Regions from separate parts of the Ovis aries genome. Here region 1 is linked to region 2. A link is a contact called in public Hi-C data. All regions are on one chromosome and are shown on one strand. Each heading gives the region's core, a stretch centred on a gene start, on an enhancer-like site or on the middle of the called end of the contact. The rest is flanking DNA. Distances are from core to core; before and after follow the strand shown. Region 1 overlaps ANKRD28 (ankyrin repeat domain 28). Region 2 overlaps BTD (biotinidase).

Region 1 (6,664 bases), core at 3,383-5,882, 190 kb after region 2:
TTCAGGTATTACCTAAATCAAATCCCTTATGATTATTCAGCGGAAGTGCCAAATAGATTCAAGGCACTAGATCTGATAAACAGAGTGCCTGAAGAACTATGTACGGAGCTTCCTGACATTGTACAGAAGGCAGGGATCAAGACCATCCCCACGTAAAAAAAAGGCAAAACAGCTGTCTGAGGAGGCCTTACAAATAGCTGAGAAAAGAAGAGAAGCAAAAGGCAAAGGAGAAAAGGAAAGATACATCCATCTGAATGCAGGGTCCAAAGAAGAGCAAGGAGAAATAAGAAAGGCTTCTTCAGTGATCAGTGCAAAGAAATAGAGGAAAATAATAGAATGGGAAAGACTAGAGATCTCTTCAAGAATATAAGAGATACCAAGGGAGTATTTCATGCAAAGATGGGCACAATAAAGGAAAGAAATGGTATGGACCTAACAGAAGCAGAAGATATTAAGAGGCAGCAAGAATACACAGAAGAACTATACAAAAAAGATCTTCATGACCCAGATAATCAAGAGGGCATGATCACTCACCTAGAGTCAGATATCCTGGAATGCAAAGTCAAGTGGGCCTTAGGAAGCATCCCTATGAACATAGCTAGTGGCAGTGATAGAATTCCAGTTGAGCTGTTTCAAATCCTGAAAGATGATCCTGTGAAAGTGCTGCACTCAATATGCCAGCAAATTTGGAAAACTCAGCAATGGCCACAAGACTGAAAAAGGTTAGTTTTCATTCCAATCCCAAAGAAAGGCAATGCCAAAGAATGCTTGAACTACCGCACAATTGCACTCATCTCACATGCTAGTAAAGTCATGCTCAAAATTCTCCAAGCCAGGCTTCAGCAATATGTGAACCGTGAACGTCCAGATGTTCAAGCTGGTTTTAGAAAAGGCAGAGGAACCAGAGATCAAACTGTCAACATCTGCTGGATCATGGAACAAGCAAGAGAGTTCCAGAAAAACATCTATTTCTGCTTTATTGACTATGCCAAAGCCTTTGACTGTGTGGATCACAAGAAACTGTGGAAAATTCTGAAAGAGATGGGAATACCAGACCACCTGATCTGCCTCTTGAGAAATCTGTATGCAGGTCAGGAAGCAACAGTTAGAACTGGACATGGAACAACAGACTGGTTCCAAATAGGAAAAGGAGTACGTCAAGGCTGTATATTGTCACCCTGCTTATTTAACTTATGTGCGGAGTACATCATGAGAAACGCTGGGCTGGAAGAAGCACAAGCTGGAATCAAGATTGCTGGGAGAAATATCAATAACCTCAAATATGCAGATGACACCACCCTTATGGCAGAAAGTGAAGAGGAACTAAAAGCCTCTTGATGAAAGTGAAAGAGGAGAGCGAAAAAGTTGGCTTAAAGCTCAACATTCAGAAAACGAAGATCATGGCATCTGGTCCCATCACTTCATGGCAAATAGATGGGGAAACTGTCAGATTTTAATTTTGGGGGCTCTAAAATCACTGCAGATAGTGACTGTAGCCATGAAATTAGAAGACGCTTGCTCGCTGGAAGGAAAGTTATGACCAACCTAGACAGCATATTCAAAAGCAGAGACATTACTTTGCCAACAAAGGTCCATCTAGTCAAAGCTATGGTTTTTCCTGCGGTCACGTATGCATGTGAGAGTTGGGCCATAAGAACGCTGAGTACCGAAGAATTGATGCTTTTGAGCTGTGGTGTTGGAGAAGACTCTTGAGAGCCCCATGGACTGCAAGGAGATCAAACCAGTCAATCCTAAAGGTTATGAGTCCTGAATATTCATTAGAAGGACTGATGCTGAAGCTTGAAACTCCAATACTTTGCCCACCTGATGGGAAGAACTGACTTAGTGGAAAAGACCCTGATGCTGGGAAAGACTGAAGGCAGGAGAAGGGGACGACAGAGGATGAGATGGTTGGATGGCATCCCCGACTCAATGGACATGAGTTTGAGTAAGCTCCGGGAGTTGGTGATGGACAGGGAGGCCTGGTGTCCATGGGGTTACAAAGAGTCGGACATAACTGAGCAACTGAACTGAACTGAAGGGAGATAGTAGAAATATTACTGTATTTAAGTAGCAGTTTTAAAAAATAATAATGTTGGATTATTTCTTTCATAATTTTGATTACCTCAACCAGTAGTTTAAAATTAAGCAAAAGTCTTATCATTCAGACTGGATTGAAGGCCAGACTGAATTAAAGTTTTTTACATTGTATTATTTGGAAAAATATCCTATTTGATCTCTTATTTGTACAAGATTTGGCTGGAATTTATGTTAACTAGCAGCATGTCTGGCATACCGCTTATGTTTACCAGATTCATGATAAACACATCCTCTAAAATATAATTAACATTATTTGCATAATTAATAATCTTTCAGCAACTGTTTCAAAGACAACTTTGTTGTTTTCAGTTGCTCAGTCATGTCCGATTCTTTGTGACCCCACGGACTATAGCAAGCCTGGTTTCACTGTCTTTCACCATCTCCCAGAGTTTGCTCAAACTCATGTCCATTGAGTCAGTGATATCATCTCATCCTCTGTCAAGAAGATGGAGCAGAAATACTGGGCCTAAAGACAACTGAGGCCCAATATTTCAAAGAAGTAGGGTATAAAATTTTTACATTAAATAGTCTGAATTTCTGCCTTTCTCAAGAAAAGACTGAAGAAAAGTTATCTGCAATTCATTTTGGTTTCTATGATGTGGTGACACTGGGGTAAATGCAGCGTTAAGTTACTGTACTTTACAGTCTGAAGGAAGAAAAATTCCAGTTTAAAACGAAGTTGCTATGGTTACTCAATGTTTGCCTTTATAAGCAATAATTACGTGAGCCATTCAGGGATTTCCCACTAGTGCAGGAGAATCAGTAGCTGAAGTATACACTAGTCATTTCACACACAAATTGGGGCTGCATACGCCACTTCCATTTCAAAGTAGCTATCATTGGGAAATGCTAAAGATGATTCACATCTTTCTAAACCATAGAAGGGTGGAGACAAAAACACTAAGAGTAACTATTTGAAAATCCAAGTGATGACTCAGATAGTTTTCGACATTTTTCATATTCCTTCGTTTCCTTTAGTAAAGAGTGCTATCTAAAATTGTACAAAGCAGCTTCAATTGTTGAAAGAAGGAAAGGGCGTTTCTAATGTGTTTCAGTGGAGGTTTTTTTTTTTTTTCTTCATAAATAGATGTTCGTGCTCTTGATAAACCTGTAAAAAGTCATGCCTATAACTTAGTATTAATTTAGAGTAAGTGTCAATTCCTTTAGATGTAGTCAATTTTTAACTTAAGTGAGAAGAAGGGGTTCCTGTCAGAATTAATGACTAGCTAGCTCATTCTTGAATAACTAGTAGTGAAATGTACTGTCAGTTATTATATTTATAGAAGCTTTTTGTCTATCTTGTTCACAATTAGAACACTCATTAATGCAAGAATATTTATGAAATTGTGACCCCCATACAGTTGTAATGTTATCTTAAAATTACGCAGCCCATTACATCTTAATGGGCATTCCACAAAGTATCTAGTTTTCTGCACAAGAGACTATTAAATATGCTTGTTGTTTAATATTAGGGCTATTCTAAACTAAAACAGCGTCTTACACCAAAATAAACTATAGAGTCTTATCACCACAAACAAAGCGAAGTGAAAGAAGGGGGCTCCAGGATGAGTCACTTGGTTCCTCAGTGTTATCACATAGGACACCTCGGCTCCTCCCAGCTTTTCTGCCAGACTCAGCATGGACCTTGGAATAACTCCCTTCACAGCCACAAAATAATAATACACTGTTGCCCAGCAGGAGGGGGAGTTTTCTTCTCTGTCTCCTTTTTTAGGTACAAAGATATTCCCTGATATGGGACTAGACCTGGCTCACTAGCAGGCAGAACAGAACTGCCATGATTAGCTCGCACAATTAGGGGATTCTCCAAGTCGTGTAGGGTACAGGTGGGCAAACACACAACACTGGGGGCCTGTAGGGAAGGAAGTGGGCAACAGTCAGTGAGTAGGCAACTAATAGCATGCTATTTACAATATAGAAAATTAAATTTGGGCGTTTTATTTCAGTAGTTTAGTTTTCTTCCCTTTATGAGATACTTTGAGAGTTCTGTAGATTTTTAAAGGGGGAAAATATTAGTTATAAATAATTTATCTTGAGAAAGATTAAAGGTGATCATTTTATGAATGCTATTGAGAAAAAAGAATAGTATACTTTAGAATACAGAGCTGTAAAATTATACTTTACTTCTGACCAATTAAAATGAAAGTTTTATATCAAAAATGTTTCCCGTTAACCTTACTTTTCGCCTCTAGGAAAAGTAAGTCTAACTACTAGACACAGGTCAAACTGCACCGAAAGTAATAAGACCAGAAACATCCAAAAAGGGCAGCCAGGAAGATGGTGGACCCATGTCCTCAGGGTCAGTGAAGCTGAGGGCTCCATCTGAAAAGGAGGCACAGACAGTGGGGCAGCTCTAAACTGCGTGAAGTGCTGCCACTGCCAAGAGACGCCGGCCTGCACAGGCCTTGAAAGGAGAACCAGCATCGATGAATAATCACAAGCAGGAAATAGAAGACTGTACTTTTTGCTTTTAATCTAGCATTTTATTTGAAAATGGAAGAGGCTGGCTGCTCGCATGGGGCAGGGATTAGTATCCCAGGTCACCCGAATGCCTCCTTATGATGGTTCTAGGCACTGAATCTGTACTTAATTTTTAACAACATGCCTGCAAAATACACTCTATTTCACAGATGAATTCTGAGCTAGACAAGTTAAAACTGGAAATCATACAGCTAGGAAGTGGAGAACACTGGATTCTTATCCAGGCCCATCTGTCTCCAAGGCCTGGCTCTTCCCACACACCACACACCTAAGAAAAGTTAAATCAGCAGCTAAGGAAGCAAATGGGATTTCTCTGTTGGTGAGAACTGAGTGTCATCTGACTAAAGTCCCTTTTAGAACTGAGATGCCAGAAATGACAAGAATTCCTCCCTTCCACTCACACCAGCTCTTCACATCTGCTCTACAGGGTAAGGAAGCTGGGGAAGCTTTCTCTCTTGGCATTCTACTCAGAGAAGAAGACAACAAAGTTAGATTCGTTCAACGTCCTTCTGGTTTACCCCTAAAATACCTATTTTCCATTTTTTCCCCTCTTATGTTTCATTTACTTAGTAGTCATTCACTAAACACCTCTTACACGCCAGATACCGAATCTCAATGGCTTTGCAATCTGACAGGAAGAACCTGTAGGCACAAAAGGTGAAAGAGTCCTTTTTTTAAAAAAAATATTTCCATCTCCTTAACAGATTTTCCTTTACCAATTCCAATCCTTTCTTATATCACTTTGCTTTACTCCTCCCTGCAGTCTCTGCTCCTTTCTCTTAGCCTCCAGAAAACTCTGGCTCCCTAACCAGCTACCACATCTCTCTCGTTTGTCCCTGCTGCGGCAGACTCCATTCTCAATCGCTGGTCAAGCGATACTGCTCCAAGGTCACCAATGACGATCGCCTATTGAATCTTCGTTTTTCTCCACTCACTATGCGGCACTGGGCATCAGTAGTGCTTATCGGATTCTCTGCTGGCTACTTTCGTGAGGTTTTCACCTATTTTTTAAGCCTTTTAAGTGCCTTTTATTTGGCTTTCCTTCCACCCTCTAAACTTAAATACTGGCTTTCCTTTCAGCCCACTTTGCTTCCTCTTGGTCTTCAATCTCTTCTTGGACAATCTCATCTATTTCTATGAGTCATCAGTTATGTGATACTTCCAAGACTTTATTTCTAGTCCTAATCTCCAAGTACAACTTCCAAATGCTTGATGGGCCTTTTTACCTGCATATTCTGTATATTTCATACTCAGCACGGCAAAATTCAACTTACCACCTCTGGCCCACTCCCTCAAAGGGCTCTGTTCTGAACTCCCCAGGTGGGCTGGCAGCACTGACACGGCCATACACACAGTGGGCCAGAGCACAGAAAGGATGGCCTAGAAGACTTCCCCTGCTTGACCTCTCACTCTCAGTTGCCAAGTTCCAAGCATTCTACACAAAATCTTCCTGAACTCTTCCCCCACAGGGACCTAGCTCAGACCCACTTCAGTCCTCTCAAAACCCACCTCCGAACTGGTCTCTCAGCGCTTGGCTCTCCATTCTCCAGTTCTATCCATCCTCACAGCAGACAGGTTCTTTCACGAGAATCTCTTGCTTTAGGGAGTGCATCTGGTCCAAAGATAAACAAAAGACCCAGGGCTGGTGAGAGTACCACCTATTCCTTAGTTTAATTCAAGGATAAACATAAAATCAAAGCCAGACAGGAATTTCCTCAAGATTTTAGTTTCCTGCCAAAGGTATGAGGGAAAACACCCTTTTTCTTTCGGGATTGTAATGAAATGTAAGCTAAACTGCCTTACAGGAGAGAAGAGGACAGAGCTTTGAAAGGGTAAGGGATGAGGGAACTCCACACTGTTGCCAAGTCCTGGAACCAGCTCTGTCTGACCATGCCTACTGTCTGGCTAATCAGTTTTCTTTTGCATTTAAGCCACTTTCAGTTAGGATTTCTGCCATTTGTAACCAACAGTCCTGATTAACAATTTTCTATACCACTAGTCATTTCTCTAAATTACAATGTTATTTGCCTGCTTTTTTTTAGTGAAATAAATTTTACAAAACACA
Region 2 (6,581 bases), core at 3,397-5,896:
GTGAATACAGAAGATGCAATAGGTCCTAGGAACATGACAGAGAAAAAAAAAAACTAGCTTTCATGAGACCCCAATCTTGGAAAATCAAATGCTTTCTAGTTTCTTCACTGTGAGGTGAAATGTTAGACATGAAAGGGAGAAGGCAAGGAGGGGGGAAGACACCCTTTTGCTTCTTAAGAAGGACCCACTATCGTGGCATTCGCGCTGACGGTGGTACCCAGTTTGCCCACAGGGTGGCAGCTGCAGACCCGGAGGCTCAGCCTCACGGCCGTCTTCTCTGCACAAGAGTGGAAAAAAAAAGAGCCTTCTTCCATTCATTCAACACCCGCGCGTTTCAGGGGGCGGTTTTGTCTTCAATTATAGAGATAATATCCCATTTGAGGAAAAGAAAGGCGGCCCTATTTCAGTTCCAGTGGTCTGTGATTGCTCATTGGGTGTTCCACGAGAAATGACTGCAGTGGACAGAAAGAGAGGCTAGTCCAAGGCCTGGCCCGTGGTTACACTTCTGTGTGGCCTTCTCTTGTTTGGTGAGAACAGCTGGACCATTTTTTAAGGGAAATCACGACCTACCAGTTCAGCCTGAAGTTCCTAGTAATTTACTCACTGTCCCATGTGAATTCAGCCTTGAACCCCAGCACCACCCTCAGCGGCCCTCTGAGGCACTGGAGTCTTGGTGGTGGAAATTGGCAGGAAACTGAGCTCCAACGCTGTGGGGCTTTACCTTGCTCCAGGGCCTGTCAGGGGCCAGACTGAGAAGAGGAGGCTTTCCGGATAGGATAATGAAGTTCTCCTTGGGGTTTCTTTAAATTCAGATTATATAAATTAGGTGGAGATGGGCATTCTTTCTTTTTTTCTTCTTTTAATGGAAGGATAATTGCTTTACAGAATTTTGCTGTTTTCTGTCAAACCTCAACATGAATCAGCCCTAGGCATTATTTCTTTTTAAAAAATTATTTTTAAAATTTTGTATTGGAGTATAGCTGATTAGCAATGTTGTGATGGCTTCAGGTGGACAGCAAAGGGACTCAGCCGTACACACACATGTATCCCTTCTCCCCCAAACTCCCCTCCCATCCAGGCTGCCACCTAACAAGGAGCAGAGTTCCCCGTGCTCTATAGTAGGTCCTTGTTGGTTCTCCATTTAAAATACAGCGGCGTGTCCGTGTCCATCCCAAACTCCCTAACCGTCCCTTCCCTCCATCCTCCCACTCCCATCCCCTGCAACCATGAGTTCTCATAGTTTGTGAGTATGTTTCTGTTTTGTGAATAAATTCATTTGTATTGTTTCTTTTTAGATTTTGCATATAAGATATATCATATTTCTCCTCTGTCTGACTTACGAGATGCTCGTACTTACTTATGTGGAAGGACTTAGGGAAATCACAAAATTCATGAGAACGGGTTTAAAACTATTTAGAGATTCACAGTGTCTTTCTTGGAGTCCTGTCGGGCACATGCAGAGGTGCATTCTGCTCGTTCCTAATGACTTAGCTGGTCCTGCTTTGTTCCACGGGATGTACCATTTCCTCTGCCAACTCTTCCCGCCTCTTTCCCAATAACGGGCCTGTTATTCTCCCCGGCAAGTGAAAAGTGACAAGCTCTTTTATTAAAACAATCAGGACATCTATATATAAAATGTTAAAGGGATATACCCGCCTCTGAAATTATCTTATTAAGAATACCTTCATAATAATCCTTTCATTTTTTTGCAAAAGACACTACTGTAATAGCAAGGCTAGGAAGGAAACACAGCTAATTATCAAAGTGACTCATGTAGCAAGATGGAAAATCCAAGTTCCTTGTGTGTAAAAATATCTCGTGATTGACGTGTTACCAAATTTCCACAAAATCGATTTCCACGTCATGATTTAAGGCTTTGATTGCTTTCCCTCATGGATCGCAGGAACTTTCCCCGAGCAGAATGAGCATCCGGGGAGCATGCTTCCTTATGAAATGAGAAGCAGAGGCTTCTGTAGGCAGTGGGCAGGTGAGGACGCTGGCGTGAAGGAGTGCTGCCACCCCCGCCGTTTCCTGTTGGGTCTGCGAGCACTCTAGCTCTCCCTGTGGGGGCGCCAGGGAGTCACCGGGAGATTCTGAGCAGAGCAGCGGCTCTGAGCGCTCAGGCTCTACCTGGATCTCCATGGAGAAGGGGCCAGAGGAGGGGAAGCTGCCCGTTGGTGCCCTCTGACTTCATTTTCCGCCGCCTCCCAGCCCTCTGCGCTTCTGGCTGTTTCCCGAGCCACCCCCGAAGCCCCGACTTGGCCCTTTTACCCAAGCAGCCTCTGCCTGGAGCCCTCTCCCCGCCAGGAGTCCACAGCCCTCCTCTCGCACCTTCTTCAGATACCAGGGTCTCTTTGAGCTGTTCCTGGTCTACAACCTTCCCCAGCCCACCCCCGGCCCTCCCTGCCCTCTCCCCGTCTCTATCTTTCCTTGCTACTTATTGCCAGCTGTTGCATGAAGTGCAGCCAGCAGGGCAAGAGCAGTGGGATTAATGTCCCAGTAAACTCGCCATCCGTGGAAAGATCTGAAGGTAGAGAGTGCACGCCGCACGCCCAGCCCACCTGCTGTGCCCGGAGCGCTCACAGTAGTCTGCAGGTGGGCAGAGCCCTCTAACCCCAGGCCTGGTTTGTCATAAAGGGTGGAACGTCCCACGGGATTTCTGGAACACCTACTGGAAGGGAGAAACAGCACGAGGTGTGGGGGTCGTTCAGCCTCGTGATCTTAGGGTCCAGTCTGCCCCGCGCAGGCTGAGAGAGAGGGTCACTAGGCAGGCCCCCATTCTGAACCCCAAGCACGGTCTCTGCTGAAAGCATACGGCTTTCGCAGCATCATAAAGTCGCGAGTGAGGGACCCTCTGTGTGGATTGTGGCAGACACGTGGTAGGGGGTGGTCCACTCGGAAGGGCTGGGCACCTTCACCACTGGGTCCTTGAGGCCAGTGCCTGCATCTGGCATGGGCAGGCGTCACGCGGACATTGAAGTGAGTGTCTGCCGGCCCTGCCATCTCCCCGCCGGCTCAGGGGGCACGGGAAGCAGGGGGTTGGAGTCAGGTGTTGCTTCAGTGATGCCTGCACGCCGGGCCCTTCCTGGAGTCTTGCCTCACATCAAATGGAAGGAGGCTCGTAGCTCGCTCTTCAGACTGAACACAGGCCTCCAGCCACCTCTGTGTTCACGGTCCAGGCCCTGCCCAGCTCTGCACGGGGGTCAGTTGCTGGGCCGCCAGAAACCTCCTGACTCTAGGGCCTGGTATTCCCGGGGAGCCCCCCGCCCCTCAGCCACGGGTATGGCTCCCGAGCCAACTCTGGGGCCCTCGCATCCTGGCCACCCCCCAGCCCTGCCTTTCAGAGCTCCTGCCACATGAAGGATTCGGTTAAAATGTCTGCGGTGGCACCCTCTGCAGCAGGGACACTGTGGTGCCTACTTTTACTCGAATCACTCATTCTCTGCCGCCTCAGTAGGCTTACTTCCTTTGGAGCGTGACTACCTGGCTGAATCTGCCTAACCGTGCATTCCTGACTGACCTCTGTTCACGTAGAAATGATGGCTCCTTTTGTAAAGAATCTAAATTTATTTTCTCAAAATAGAAAGGAAGGTGATACCGTGCCAATTCTGCGAGGTCCTTGCTTTGCCGGATTGCAGTCCCTGAGACGTAAACAAAGGTTCTGCGTCCCCCATCAGTGGTGGGCAGCCCTTAGCTGAGAAGGGAGGGCCCTGCAACAGCACCCTCGCTCCAGGGCCTCCTGACCTGCCCCCACCCGGCCCCGGGTCATCTGCCCCCCACGCACCCCCATCACAGGCCTCATTTTCCTCCCTCTTAGGGAGAGACCTGGGTTCGATCCCTGGGTTGGGAAGATCCCCTGGAGAAGGGAACGGCTACCCACTCCAGTATTCTGGCCTAGAGAATTCCATGGACCCTACAGTCCATGGGGTCGCAAAGAGTCAGACACAACTGAGCGACTTTCACTCACTCACTCACTCACTCAGGGAGGCCATGGCCTTACATTGTGAATGTGACTTTGAATCGAACGTATCCCCCCACAAACCACTCTCCATTATCATCATTCTGAAACCAGAGCTGGAATGTTAAACAGATTTTGAGACTTTAAAAATTATTCCTTGCCGATCTTCAGAAACAAAACTCAAGTAAGAAAGCTTATCAATTGCACTTCTGTTTCTGCTCAAAAGCTCCTGAACTCGGGCTCAAAGGCCCCTTGTTCTGACCTCCCTACACGGCAGCGCGCCGGGGCCTGGCATTTGGGTGGACCCTTTATTCCCCAAGGAAGGAGGAGCAGTTTGCTAGGGGCCAGGGCAGGGGGGGAAAGGCGTGCCGCCTGGCCAGAGCAGTCTCTGAGTCCGGGGTTCTGACGGAGCACCCGGAGCCCGGGCCGCTGCTGAAAATAGTTACGGTTGCTTTTGTTTTTGGAACTTTTGCAAGAAAAGGAAATTTGCGGCGCCTGGAGAGTCTGGTTTTGGAATGCAAGCACCGGGGCTCTGAGTCAGACTTGGGCGGGACGTCATTTTCTCATTAAGGAGCAGAACATGGTTTCTTGATCCGTTTTTGCTGTCTTGATGTCTAGCTGGATTCCTGGGTGGTTGGTCAGCCTGGGCACATCTCCGCCGAGCACGGGGCCCGGCCTTGGCACCAGCCAGCAAGTCTGTGGGCCAGAGGAGGGGCTTTGGCTGCCAGGCCAGGTCAATTTTCAAGGCAGAACTGTGTGCAAAAATGCCCAGTGACACATAACTATTAAAAATTACAATTCCTGTTCTTGGGGGAAAAAGGCACAAAACACAGACGTGTCATTGTAAGTGATATGATTTACTTCTAATCTCGTACAGTAAGAGCTAGAAAGCTGAGTTTCCTTTCCAGAAAATTCTCATCTTCAAAAAGTTTCATTTTATTACTGCTGAAGGATTTTAATTTCCAAATGAGTACGCTTAAAAAAAAAAAAACAAAAACAAAAACAAGAGTTTTGGAAATCCCAGAGACAGAAGTAGAAAAAGTCACAGTGTATGATGGCAGTTCTCAAGTTCAAGGCGAGGTGAGGTAAATTGTGCTGTGATGGCAGACTTCTTTTAGCCCATCTGTAAACTGACATTTAAGTAGAAGTCGGCAGTTTCTCTGCACCAAGTTAAAGACTGTTGTGCTGGCTAAGGGGAGGCTTATATATAAGCCTTTATAGAAGTGTATAAATATTCACTACCAACCCAAGAAAAGCAGGGAGAGTTGTGATGCGTCAGGCTTTATGGCTTGGGTAGCCGAGGTGTACTTTGAGGACCACGACCATCACAGCCGGTATGGACAGTTGACCTGCAGCGTGACTGTGCACATGGAGGGCAGGCTGTGGGGCGTGGGGGTGCATCACAGCATGATGTAAAACCGTTAGACTAGTTATTATTGCCTAAATCTGAAGCCTGAAGCTAGAAGAGTCCTGCTGGGGAAACAATCGCAGCGAACACCGGGTCTGTTTTGGAAATGTTCTAAACCAGACGGTTAACACAGTGAGCCATTTTGTTAAAGGGCCCTCGCTCCATGTTTGGAGAGAAACACACACCCTTTTATTAGGAACGTGAAGCAAACCCTTTGAGCTGCAGCAACCTGGCGGGTACGTCTAGTTGCCAGGAATAATGAATCTGTGGAAGTCCCGGTCCTGGCAGGATCCTGGCCTCAGCTGTTCTCTCCTCATCCCTTCCCCTTCTAGACTGACCAGCGGCGCCATGTCCAGAGCCGGCCGGCAGCTGGCCCTTCTCCTGTGTAGCTGCTGCCTGGCTGTGGCCATCCCAGGTGGCCCGGCCGAGGAGGGCTGTCCGGCCGAGCCCCGCCAGGCTGCCCACTACGTGGCCGCCGTGTACGAGCACCGATCCTTCCTGAGTCCCGACCCGCTGGCCCTCACCAGCCGCAAACAGGCCTTGGAGCTCATGCATCGGAACCTCGACATCTATGAGCAGCAAGTGACGACCGCCGCCCGAAAGGCAAGGCGTGCTCAACAGGGTGGGCTGGCCCCGGGTCAGTGGTCCCCCGCAGCCCCTCTGGGAAATCAGACCCAGAGCGCTGAGCTGAAGGAATTAGGTGGCTCAGTTCAGTCCAGTCGCTCAGTCGTGTCCAACTCTTTGTGACCCCATGGACTGCAGCACACCAAGCCTCCCTGTCCATCACCAACTCCTGGAGTCCACCCAAACTCATGTCCATTGAGTCGGTGATGCCATCCAACCATCTCATCCGCTGCCATCCCCTTCTCCTCCTGCCTTCAATCTTTCCTAGCATCACAGTCTTTCTCAGTGAGTCAGTTTTTCACATCAGGTGGCCAAAGCATTGGAGTTTCGGCTTCAGCATCAGTCCTTCCAAAGAATACTCAGGACTGAGCTGTATCAGGGAGCTAGAGGCCCGCTACTCAGAGGGCGGTCTGCAGACCAGCAGCATCAGCCTGCCCGCCAGAGCCCGTGAGCAATGCAGAACCTGGGGCCCATCCTAGACCTGCAGAGTCAGAATCTATAATTTTGTAAGATCCCAAGGTGATCCCTCCGGCCTGGGGGACTTGCGGGCCAGGCCCCTGGTTATCACACGTGGGGGCTGCTAAACCAACT

What was found. A called contact is a pair of places that touch in the nucleus more often than the background predicts.
Region 1: a Hi-C map of hypothalamus shows a contact between it and region 2, with 4 times the contacts expected there. The contact joins two enhancer-like sites. A contact is called at or near these places in 9 of 16 Hi-C or Micro-C datasets (blood, hypothalamus, liver and 4 more).

Annotation. Positions count from the first base shown.
Region 1 is chr1:273,875,604-273,882,267 of ARS-UI_Ramb_v3.0, forward strand. The region is part of intron 1 of ANKRD28 (ankyrin repeat domain 28); the gene reads right to left. Among named protein-coding and RNA genes, the nearest start is that of ANKRD28, 71 kb to the right of the region's middle. Within about 2 kb of position 4,633, at least 5 of the 54 cell types and tissues checked have an H3K27ac peak or open chromatin away from gene starts, as enhancers often do. A contact at or near this core is called in hypothalamus, where this site is marked.
Region 2 is chr1:273,686,150-273,692,730 of ARS-UI_Ramb_v3.0, forward strand. It overlaps BTD (biotinidase), which reads left to right. Exons shown (of 4, transcript XM_042238630.2): 2 at 5,699-5,969. The coding sequence starts at 5,715. Among named protein-coding and RNA genes, the nearest start is that of HACL1, 35 kb to the left of the region's middle. Within about 2 kb of position 4,647, at least 23 of the 54 cell types and tissues checked have an H3K27ac peak or open chromatin away from gene starts, as enhancers often do. A contact at or near this core is called in hypothalamus, where this site is marked.